Linked DNA regions of Zea mays: regions 2 and 3 are each linked to region 1. A link is a contact called in public Hi-C data. All regions are on one chromosome and are shown on one strand. Each heading gives the region's core, a stretch centred on a gene start, on an enhancer-like site or on the middle of the called end of the contact. The rest is flanking DNA. Distances are from core to core; before and after follow the strand shown. Region 1 holds the start of LOC103637620 (carotene epsilon-monooxygenase, chloroplastic). Region 2 holds the start of LOC100216839 (Cyclin-dependent protein kinase inhibitor SMR1). Region 3 overlaps LOC103637619 (a long non-coding RNA gene).

What was found. A called contact is a pair of places that touch in the nucleus more often than the background predicts.
Region 2: a Hi-C map of ear shows a contact between it and region 1, with 8 times the contacts expected there. The contact joins the promoter of LOC100216839 here to the promoter of LOC103637620 in region 1. A contact is called at or near these places in 12 of 25 Hi-C or Micro-C datasets (bundle sheath, ear, endosperm and 5 more) and 1 of 3 datasets of contacts at active chromatin or transcription factors (leaf).
Region 3: a Hi-C map of ear shows a contact between it and region 1, with 2.3 times the contacts expected there. The contact joins the enhancer-like site here to the promoter of LOC103637620 in region 1. A contact is called at or near these places in 2 of 25 Hi-C or Micro-C datasets (ear and tassel).

What each region holds. Positions count from the first base shown.
Region 1 is chr1:87,879,462-87,882,461 of Zm-B73-REFERENCE-NAM-5.0, reverse strand. It overlaps LOC103637620 (carotene epsilon-monooxygenase, chloroplastic), which reads right to left and starts at 1,431. Exons shown (of 10, transcript XM_008659899.4): 1 at 746-1,431. The coding sequence starts at 1,252.
Region 2 is chr1:87,654,982-87,657,981 of Zm-B73-REFERENCE-NAM-5.0, reverse strand. It overlaps LOC100216839 (Cyclin-dependent protein kinase inhibitor SMR1), which reads left to right and starts at 1,427. Exons shown (of 1, transcript NM_001143232.1): 1 at 1,427-2,524. The coding sequence starts at 1,644. The coding sequence ends at 2,054.
Region 3 is chr1:87,695,940-87,698,939 of Zm-B73-REFERENCE-NAM-5.0, reverse strand. It overlaps LOC103637619 (a long non-coding RNA gene), which reads right to left. Exons shown (of 3, transcript XR_558188.3): 2 at 2,730-2,971; 3 at 2,075-2,628. Among protein-coding and RNA genes, the nearest start is that of LOC103637619, 4.7 kb to the right of the region's middle. Within about 2 kb of position 1,394, at least 17 of the 20 cell types and tissues checked have an H3K27ac peak or open chromatin away from gene starts, as enhancers often do. A contact at or near this core is called in ear and tassel, where this site is marked.

The sequences.
Region 1 (3,000 bases), core at 182-2,681:
TCACTTATCATTTGTTTTCCTAGCAACATGTGTGTTCATTTGTACCTGTATCCCTATTGTCTGATACTGAATCAACAGAAGGGGAGGGGCTGGGGAAATGAGTCAGCCGAACAGCCTTCGGTGGCCCAATACAGCTTGTTGTAGCCCAGTTTTTAGTTTTAAAAATTTTCAGGGAAGTTATTAACATTCTGGTGTAGGTTTACATCTTTTTAGGAATTTTTTTCTAACAGCCCCCAATCACAAGTTTTGGCGAACAATTTTTAAGGGAACTTTTGGAGTTGCTCTAATGGCCATGTTTTTTAGAGTAATGCTATTGCACGCTATGGTATATATATCCATGCTTTCCAATTTAATTATTTCTTGTTTTTTCGCTGCTGACGACATGTCTCTGTTTCTTTTCAGTTGCTCGCTTGAAGGATGACAACCCTCTTTTGGGGTCTTCTCGTATTGAACAAGTGGCTGATTTATCGAGTGTGTGTAGACTGAGGAAACAACTATCTCTCTCTATACCTTTAAAGCGTGATTTTTGTTGAAAAAATGGAGGATGCTAGGATCAAATCGTGGTCGTTTGGATCAGAGTGCCCATCCTCTACCTCTGTAGCTCATGTTTCTTTGTGTTATACAAAAGATAGATCGGTCAAATATGATATATAAATACCGTTGCAACGCACGGGCAACTAACTAGTAAGTAACTAAGAAAGTCACTGAACTAAGCATAGAGCAGGAAGAGAGACAGAGAACGCACCGTCCATAAGTCGCCTTCTGCGATGGCGAAGCCGGAGCCGAAGAGGAACTCGGAGACTTCAGCGACTAGTCCCTTAGCGTAGCGCGAGCCGTACCCACGCAGCACGTGCCTGGCGACGGCGGGGTCGCTGACGATGACAAAGTCCTGTGGCCCCGCGGCAAGGCGGTACACGGGCCCTTCCTCGCGGAACCACTTGAAGAGCGGCAGGAAGAGCGCGCCGCCGAGGAGGTCCCGCACATCATCGAGCTTGGCGGACGCGACGGGGATCCCCGAGTCGTCGCCGCCGCTCCGGCCGACCGCGCGCGAGAGAGACGTGAGCCAGTCGGGGCTCGCCCACGGGGTGGCAGTAGAGGGCTCGTCGCCCCCGCTGCTTCCGCTTCTCGGCGGGGGCGGGCGGACGCGGACACGGACGTGGACGCGACGAGGAGGCGGACGTGGGGACCACGGAGACAGCGACGGCGACGGCGACGCGGCGATGGAGGGGGAGGCGAAGACCGTGGCAGGCATCGCCGTGTGCCGGCCGATGCCACCAGACCAGCTAGGGTGTGGCCGTTTGGGATTGGAGTTGCCGAGGTGGTGAGAGACGCAATTACGGAAGGAGGGAGAGTGGGGATTGGTGTGAGAGCCTGAGAGGAGGAGGAGCAGCCGTTGGCCGTTGGAGGGGAAGGGGGAATTGGGGGATATGTTGTGGTGGGCCCCCGAGGAAGTGGTTGGGAAAGGGAAGTGTCAGTTCAGTTGTCAGGCTATTCGCAACCGTTACCTCTAAATTTTTTCCTCAATATCATTTTTCCCTCTATTTTTTCTCCTATTTTTTAATCTCCCGCAGCGGTTTCCCCTAAATACTCCCCTATACTCCACTACAACTATAAAATATTATTTTCTATATCAATTATCAATTTTTTTTACTAACAATTACTCGTGGACACACAGCATAGTGTTTAGAGTGATGAACAGTGACACGCTAGATCTGGGGGAGAGAGAAGAGGGCCGACGCATATGGACGCTGTAGGGGGCACCGCTGCGGTCGTAGAGTGCCTATAGGCGGCATGCAAGGGGAGGAGCCTGCGTAGGGGCTGCGTTGCAGACTTGCAGTTAGTCTCATGGAGTGGAGCCCGTGAGTTTCCGTTAAATTTTGCAGTGGCTTTGGACTAGCAGTCTTCCTGATGTGCGGTGTCACGTAGGCCGCGGCGTCGGCTACGATGCAGCCCAGCATACAATACGGCCCAATACGAAAGATACAGATATTAGACAGCAAAACCAAAGAGTTTTCATCCATAAAGACTCTGACTTCTGAGACAGCGATTTTCTGAACATAGGATGCCCTGCCCGTCATTTTTACCCAAAGCCTCCGATCCTTGCGGCGGAGGTATAGCGGCAATATTCTCGCCGTTCGAACGGAGACGAGGCGCCGAAATGTTCCCGTTCGAACGGCCTGACGAAATCACGCGCCGAGCCGCCGAGCACTCTTGTTAAATTTTTTGCTAGACGTTATTCCTTAATATGGTGGCCTGTTATCAGTAATACTTTTTTTCTTATTTTGGCGAGAGATTAGAGAGAAGCATGTTGCATGCGTTGATGTCTATTCGACTATTCCGTTTGCCAGGCACCAGTGGATTGTTTTCCTTTTCTTTTTTTAGTATTTCTTTCTTTTTATATCTTTTTCCCTTCTTCTCTAATTCTTCTAGGATGGCAATTTAACTCACAAATCTGAAATCTGACGAGTGTGAGTACGGGTGAAGATTCTGACCCGCTGGTGCAATCCGCACTTGATTTGAAGTTTCCTTGGTGTGGATGCGGGTTTCTATTTCAACCCGCGGGTGACCCACACCCGACACAAAATTTGATTCATTCTTTATTTTGCGCAAAAATGATTAATATACAATAGTAATTATTTTTTAATAAGTAACTTGGCTAATGATTCATAAATTTTTGTGTTGCTGCTAAACATGAAAAGGCTTAAACTCTGTAAATATAACTTAATTACTACCGGTGTTGGAGACTTGTTCTCAAATACTATGAATTAAGAACAAGGCAACACAAAATATTAAACGTTAATGCCCTTCGTTCTACAAAACATTATTTCACTTAGAATATAATGATCTTCAGACGAAGGTCATGAATGATATACCTTCATCATCGCAATATGTGTTAAATAAAAGAAGAAGCGTATGATATATAGGAAACAATCATAAGTGATCGTATAACACTGTTAATTCACTCTTATTATATAATCATGGAAAAGCAGGAACAATATT
Region 2 (3,000 bases), core at 178-2,677, 220 kb after region 1:
CGTGCCTGTAAATAGATGAACAGTAATACCGTACTGTTCACGCTGATTTGTAATCTCTCTCGCATTAACGCCTTCGAGCAAGCCGAATGTATCACTGTAATGTAAATCTTCTCAATACTCATACATGTTTTGTGGAATGGAAATATGAATGAGTCAATGAGATACACTTGTTGTTTTCGTCTCTTTGCATTCTTGTTCATCTATTAAACAATGAAGGTATGTCTTTCATGACCTTCGTCTGATGATCATTATATCCATGAGGAGATAATGCTTTGAAAGACGAAGGTCCCTAATATTTAACAATTGTGTTTTCTTATTCTTAATTCACAATATTTGAGAACAAATGACCAACACCCTCCATCTCCTACATGGCATGGCACAGTCAGACGTATGTGGTCGAGCCTAGGCTTTAGGCTGGTAGGTGGCGGTGGCTAATCGATCAGGTTGACTACTACAAAGTACCAGTTGTATACTGTCAGATCACTAGAAGTCACTAGAAGTGTCACACGGTTGATCGACTTATGCCATGTTTGTTTCGGATTATAATCTCTTTAGATTATATAATCCAGCGCAAAAAATCCAGTAGGTAAATAAACACCTAGATTATAGGTTCAGATTATATAATCTAAAACCCAGATTATGGTAATCTCACAATCTCCTCAAGCGTAGCTTATTTGAGATTATTTTTTGGTAAAAGACCCACTACCTATGGTTATGTAAATAGAAATTACAATATATGACATCCTTCTTTACTCACCTCAAATAAACAGACAAGAGTACTGTTCTCTTTGTGAATAATCTACATTTATATAATCTAGACTACCAAACAGCTTCATACAGATTATAATCTATTTATATTTTAATCTGGATTATATAATTTAGATTATAATCCAGATTATATAATCTATAAGCTGAAGCAAAGAGGACCTTAAGTAGCCCTTTCCTTTGATCTTTTTAATCCGTCACGGATGAGTATGACGACCGATGATCGAGATTACGTTTTTTTAAGGAGATCTGGAGTGAAAGGCTACCTTTCCAAGGTGCCCAAGGAAGAAGAAGGGGATGCTGTGATGATGACTTTGGGCAGGTGCGGTCGTGCAAACACGATGCTATAGGAATGTAAGCGTTTTTAGTACAATACTTTAGTACCGTGAGATTCGGGCTAGAGATTTTCGCTGAGCCCTGCATTGTATTGTATTGAGCCTAATAATTGAAGCGAGCGAGTGGTGGCCCAGTGGGGAGGAGTATCCGTAGCATGATGCCATCATGTGTGCTGCGTGCACTGTGCACGATTTTGGGGTGGGGGCCTATCGCTCGCCAAGGACCTAAACGCAATAACGGGATCATTCCAACGTGCTGGGTACAAAACGACACCCGCCCGATACAAAAGGGCCGAAACAAAGGGTCCTTCCTCCCAAAAGCAGACCATATCCCCAGGCAAAGGCCAAGGCCAAGCGAGACAGGGAGGGAGGAGAAGTAACCAAGTGTCTCAAGCAACCTACCGCCCGCCCGCCCGCCGGCCGCTTCATTTCCTCCACTCCACACTCACCACGACACACCGCCCTCTTCCCTTCTCTTCTCTCAAGAAAGAACCAGCTAGCGCGCGCGCGCACACACAAGCCTGAAGCCTCCCCATACCCGCCATGTCTGCGTCGCCGGAGTTCTACAAGCCAGCGCCGCCGGCGTTCTCGCCGTGCAGCTCGCCGCTCCTGCTGCCCGGGGCAGGGGCGGCGGTGGGAGCAGTGGCCGAGGAGAGCGCCGCCGCAACCGTGTCGCAGCAGGAGGAGGAGGACTACCGCTGCCGGACGCCGACGGGCGGGGAGAGCCAGGTGAGGCCGCCGGGGACCTGCCCGCCGGCGCCGCGGAAGCCGCGGGCGCCCGCGGCCCCCGCGCCGTGCCGGAAGCGCCTGTTCGAGGTGGAGGTGTTCAGTCTGCGGCTGGAGGAGCTGGAGCGCCTCTTCTGGCGCCCGCGCCCCGCGGCGCCGCCACCGCCGCCGCCGTCCGCCCAGAAGAAGCGCCGGAGGGTGGCCTGCCCGGAGCCCAAGAAGAGATAGTAGCTACCTTCGTCTGGCAGGTGCTAGTCGTAGTAGTAGTACAGGTCGTGTAGCAGCGGTAGCTAGCTAGGTGCAGAGCCAAGTGGTTTTGGCTTGGATCGATCACATACAGCAGCTTATTATTAGGATCGGAGGTCCATGGTAGGGGGGGTGCTTAGGAGAGGACTGCTGTACTTGTACTGCTACAGCTCGTCGGCACATCTCTCTAGCTAGTTTCCTCTATCTATAGCTCACAATCAGTTCCTGTAGTTGCTAGATGCTGTTCAGTGTGTGTATGTGGTGATGATAGTGTCATGGTGTCAAAAGGTGTAGCGCAATACTAGCTAGCTAGCTAGCTGTAGGCACTAGGCAGGAGCTGCATGCCCTGAATCTCCATTCTTCCATGTAGCCCCTGTGTGTAACGAAGAAGCTAAGCTCACTTGTACCACTAGCGTCATATATATATACTCTCATTCACTTGTTACGCGATCAGCTCCATCTTCTTCCGTGTGCAGTGGGTCCAGCGCAGGGCAGTGTCCGATTTAGACCGCCGGCAGCGGCGGCGCGCTTACCCTGGCTGCAAGTTGCGGCGGTGATATTGAAGTTATCATCTAACTGGTGATATTGAAGTTATCATCTAACTGGTGATTATGTCAAGTTGGCTGCAAGTTCAGAACCACCATTAGAGGCAGAAGCAGGACTTATTGCCTATAGTCCTAGATAGATCAAGATTAGGATGGAGGGTAGAACATCTAATTGTTGAAGCAAGACTTATTGCATACATCATCATCATAAATTTTATCCCAAAATATTGTTTTTTTCACCAAATAGAGTTAGAGGGACACCCTTTTTGAACCTAATAGAGTCATATAATGCATCATACTTATTGTATAGTTTGACAAGTAGAGTTCTAGTATCCATCAACTTATTAGTATAATATGTATCTGTAAGAGAAGTTAACTTCCTA
Region 3 (3,000 bases), core at 145-2,644, 180 kb after region 1:
AGCTCGGCTCGGCTCGTTTACGAGTTCGAGCTGGCTCGTTTAGCTCGCGAGCCAGAGCAGAAAAAAATAATATGTGTATAATAATCAATTTCTAGTTAATTTCAAACTATTTTAACAACGGAAAATAATAATTATACTCATAGTTTCATAGACCACATCAATATAACACCAAATTAACACAACTCATCACTCATCAATTCACTATTCATACACATGTTCAGCAGTTTAACCCACACTTATATTCGCATAGACCAATTTCATACATAGACATAATTCATTAATCATTAGTTTAACTTATAGGTTATAGATACCACGCATACATATAACATATTCATCAATTGTTACATATATGATATGTATATAGATTTATTTTGCTGAAATGTGATAGCTCGTTTAGCTCGCGAGCTGGCTCATTAACAAATCGAGCTGGCTCGTTAACGAACCGAGCTAGAATACCAGCTCAGCTCGTGAAAAAATTCAAACGAGCCGATCCGAGCCGAGTCGAGCTGGCCACGAACCGAGCGAGCCGACGAGCCACGAGTATTTTGTCCAGCCCTACCTCCCCTTGTCCTATGGCTGTTTAGGTGGCCTTTTTTCTACAACAGTATCCGCCAAAACTATCCTCTGCGTGCTACACTGGTGAGAAAAAGCACAGGGCACCACCAGAAGCAGGGTAGCGACACCATGCTTCCTTTGCGTGGATTTGTGTGCACATTAGGAGTTGCTAGTTGAAGAAAAATAGATAAATGATTATAAATAGATATGGAAAATGATATTTTATGGTTAAAGTGGGGTATACGGGGGAGAAATTTGGGTAACCGTTGTAAGAAAAGAAAAGTAGAAGATAGAACTTGGATGGCATAGCGTAAAAGTGACATATAAGGGGCCAATAGAGGACAGACAGGCTTAGGCTATTTCTAGCTGATGTCATATCCCATCTACTATCGCATCCTCTATTTTCAACTTCACTATATAAATAACGTCAAATATTATCATTTATAGTTCTATTTCGTGTCTCCTATTTTACACTGGAAACGGTCTTATTTGACTATGTAGCTCTAGCGCATGTCATATACGACAAGCTTTCTGTTGATCAAACAAAGGCATCTCTCCCTCTCTCTCCGCCATATTCAAAAAAAAAAAGTACTACAACTACTACTGGCAGTGGCAGCAGCGCTTGGCAACGACGAGTACCTGTCACGATTTTCTTCTCACATAAAAAAAAGAAAAGATGAGAGCGCTATGGATTCCCTGCGGCGCTCTCGTCGACGGCAGGGGGACACGTCGACGTCCGGTGCGGCCGGTTGCCGCGACAGGCGGAACGTGGCCGGACGAATAAAAAATCTTAGGCGCACGGGCGGCGGCATCCGATGCCCGGCGGGGGGCGCAAGGGCAAGGCGGCAGCCAAGTACGTGAGGCACGCGCGCCCGTCAGGACAGACAGACAGGGGACTAGTCACTGTCACCGTCACAATCGTCCGTCGCAGCGCCTATCCGGAAATTCGCGGCGGCTCATGGAATCCCAGGCGGCCGCGCGGAGGGGCGGCGATTATTTTACGCCAACGACGATGTGGTATCCTATGATCTGCTTGTCGGCTGCCTCCCTGACGCTCCCCTTTCTTGCGTATAGGTCCCTGCCATTACTGTATTTTGTACAAAACGAGTTGAAGTACTGTATTTGGCTTTAAAAGGAGAAATTAATTGCTGGGTCAAATCAACTGTATGACCAACGGATATGTGGTGCGTGTACCTCCAGCTCAAGGAGTAATCACACCCATCGGCGGAGATAAAGAGGTCGGGGTTCCTCTACAATGACTGGTTGCAACTGAAAATTTAATTGTTCTCATGAATACTAAATCCCTTCGAACCCTAGCTTTCATGCTATGCCAGCTTTTAATTTAGAATTGTTGCTATGTTCTATAATTTAATGCCCACCAAACTCTTTATGAAACTCCATTAACACGAGCCTGATCAGTCAAGCTTGTTGTGGACCAATTAAAACAGATAAAGTACCATGAAGATAATTCGATACATTTTTGTTCCAATTATTTGAATGCTAAGACGAATGCAAAGGATTGAGAACTTACAACTATTCATACGTAAAAATTATTAAGAAATTTTACATTATCACCGCTTCAAATGTAAAAAATTGTAAACAAGTTTTCGCACATTGTGTTGTGCTATGCCCAGCTTGTCGTCCAGCGCCACCAACCACTCCAGGGTCACCTTATTGTATGCGTCATACTCATACTTCTAGATAGTGGTGTGGTTCCACACGAACATGACGGTGAGCAAGATGAGGGTCAGAAGAATGGGCACCCACACACCCTACAGGAACTTGATCAGCGACGCCTTGATGGAGGCGACGAAGAGGAAGAAGTTGAGGGCCAGGCAGGGGAGCGGTCACAGGACAACATGTTAACTCTAATATTTTCTTATCCTTATTAGTCAATACTGCTGCAACGATGGTAATACATGCTAAGAAAACTTATCAATTAGGCAACAACCTATGAGAACGTAGTGTCATTACTATGTGTTCTGAATCTATGAGAAGAATGTTTCCTTGTGCATGGAGATCCAAAATTATGAAATGTGCATTATTGCCACACCCACAATGGAAAAGGATAATCTACACACAAAAAATGGTCACAATTAAATGGCCAACAAACAACGATACAAATCTACTGACATGAAATGTTTATTTGAGAGAAAGCAAAATTGGAACAATACCCTGTCATATCTGAGCATATGGACATCTTCATGTCTCTTGAGATGAATGTGCTTTCGTAGTTTTAGATTGAAACCTGAAGTGGTGGTGCTCTTGTCGCTGCAGAAATGCATACACACGAGGGTATCCTGACACCACTCTCCATGAGCAGCAAGACCTCGTTGTCCCCTAATTTAGTAATCCCGCTGCTGATCATCAACTTGTCCAAGTGCAGAAAGATATTATTGAAGTTACATCTGTAGTTCTGTACAAGTATCATCATATATATTAAAG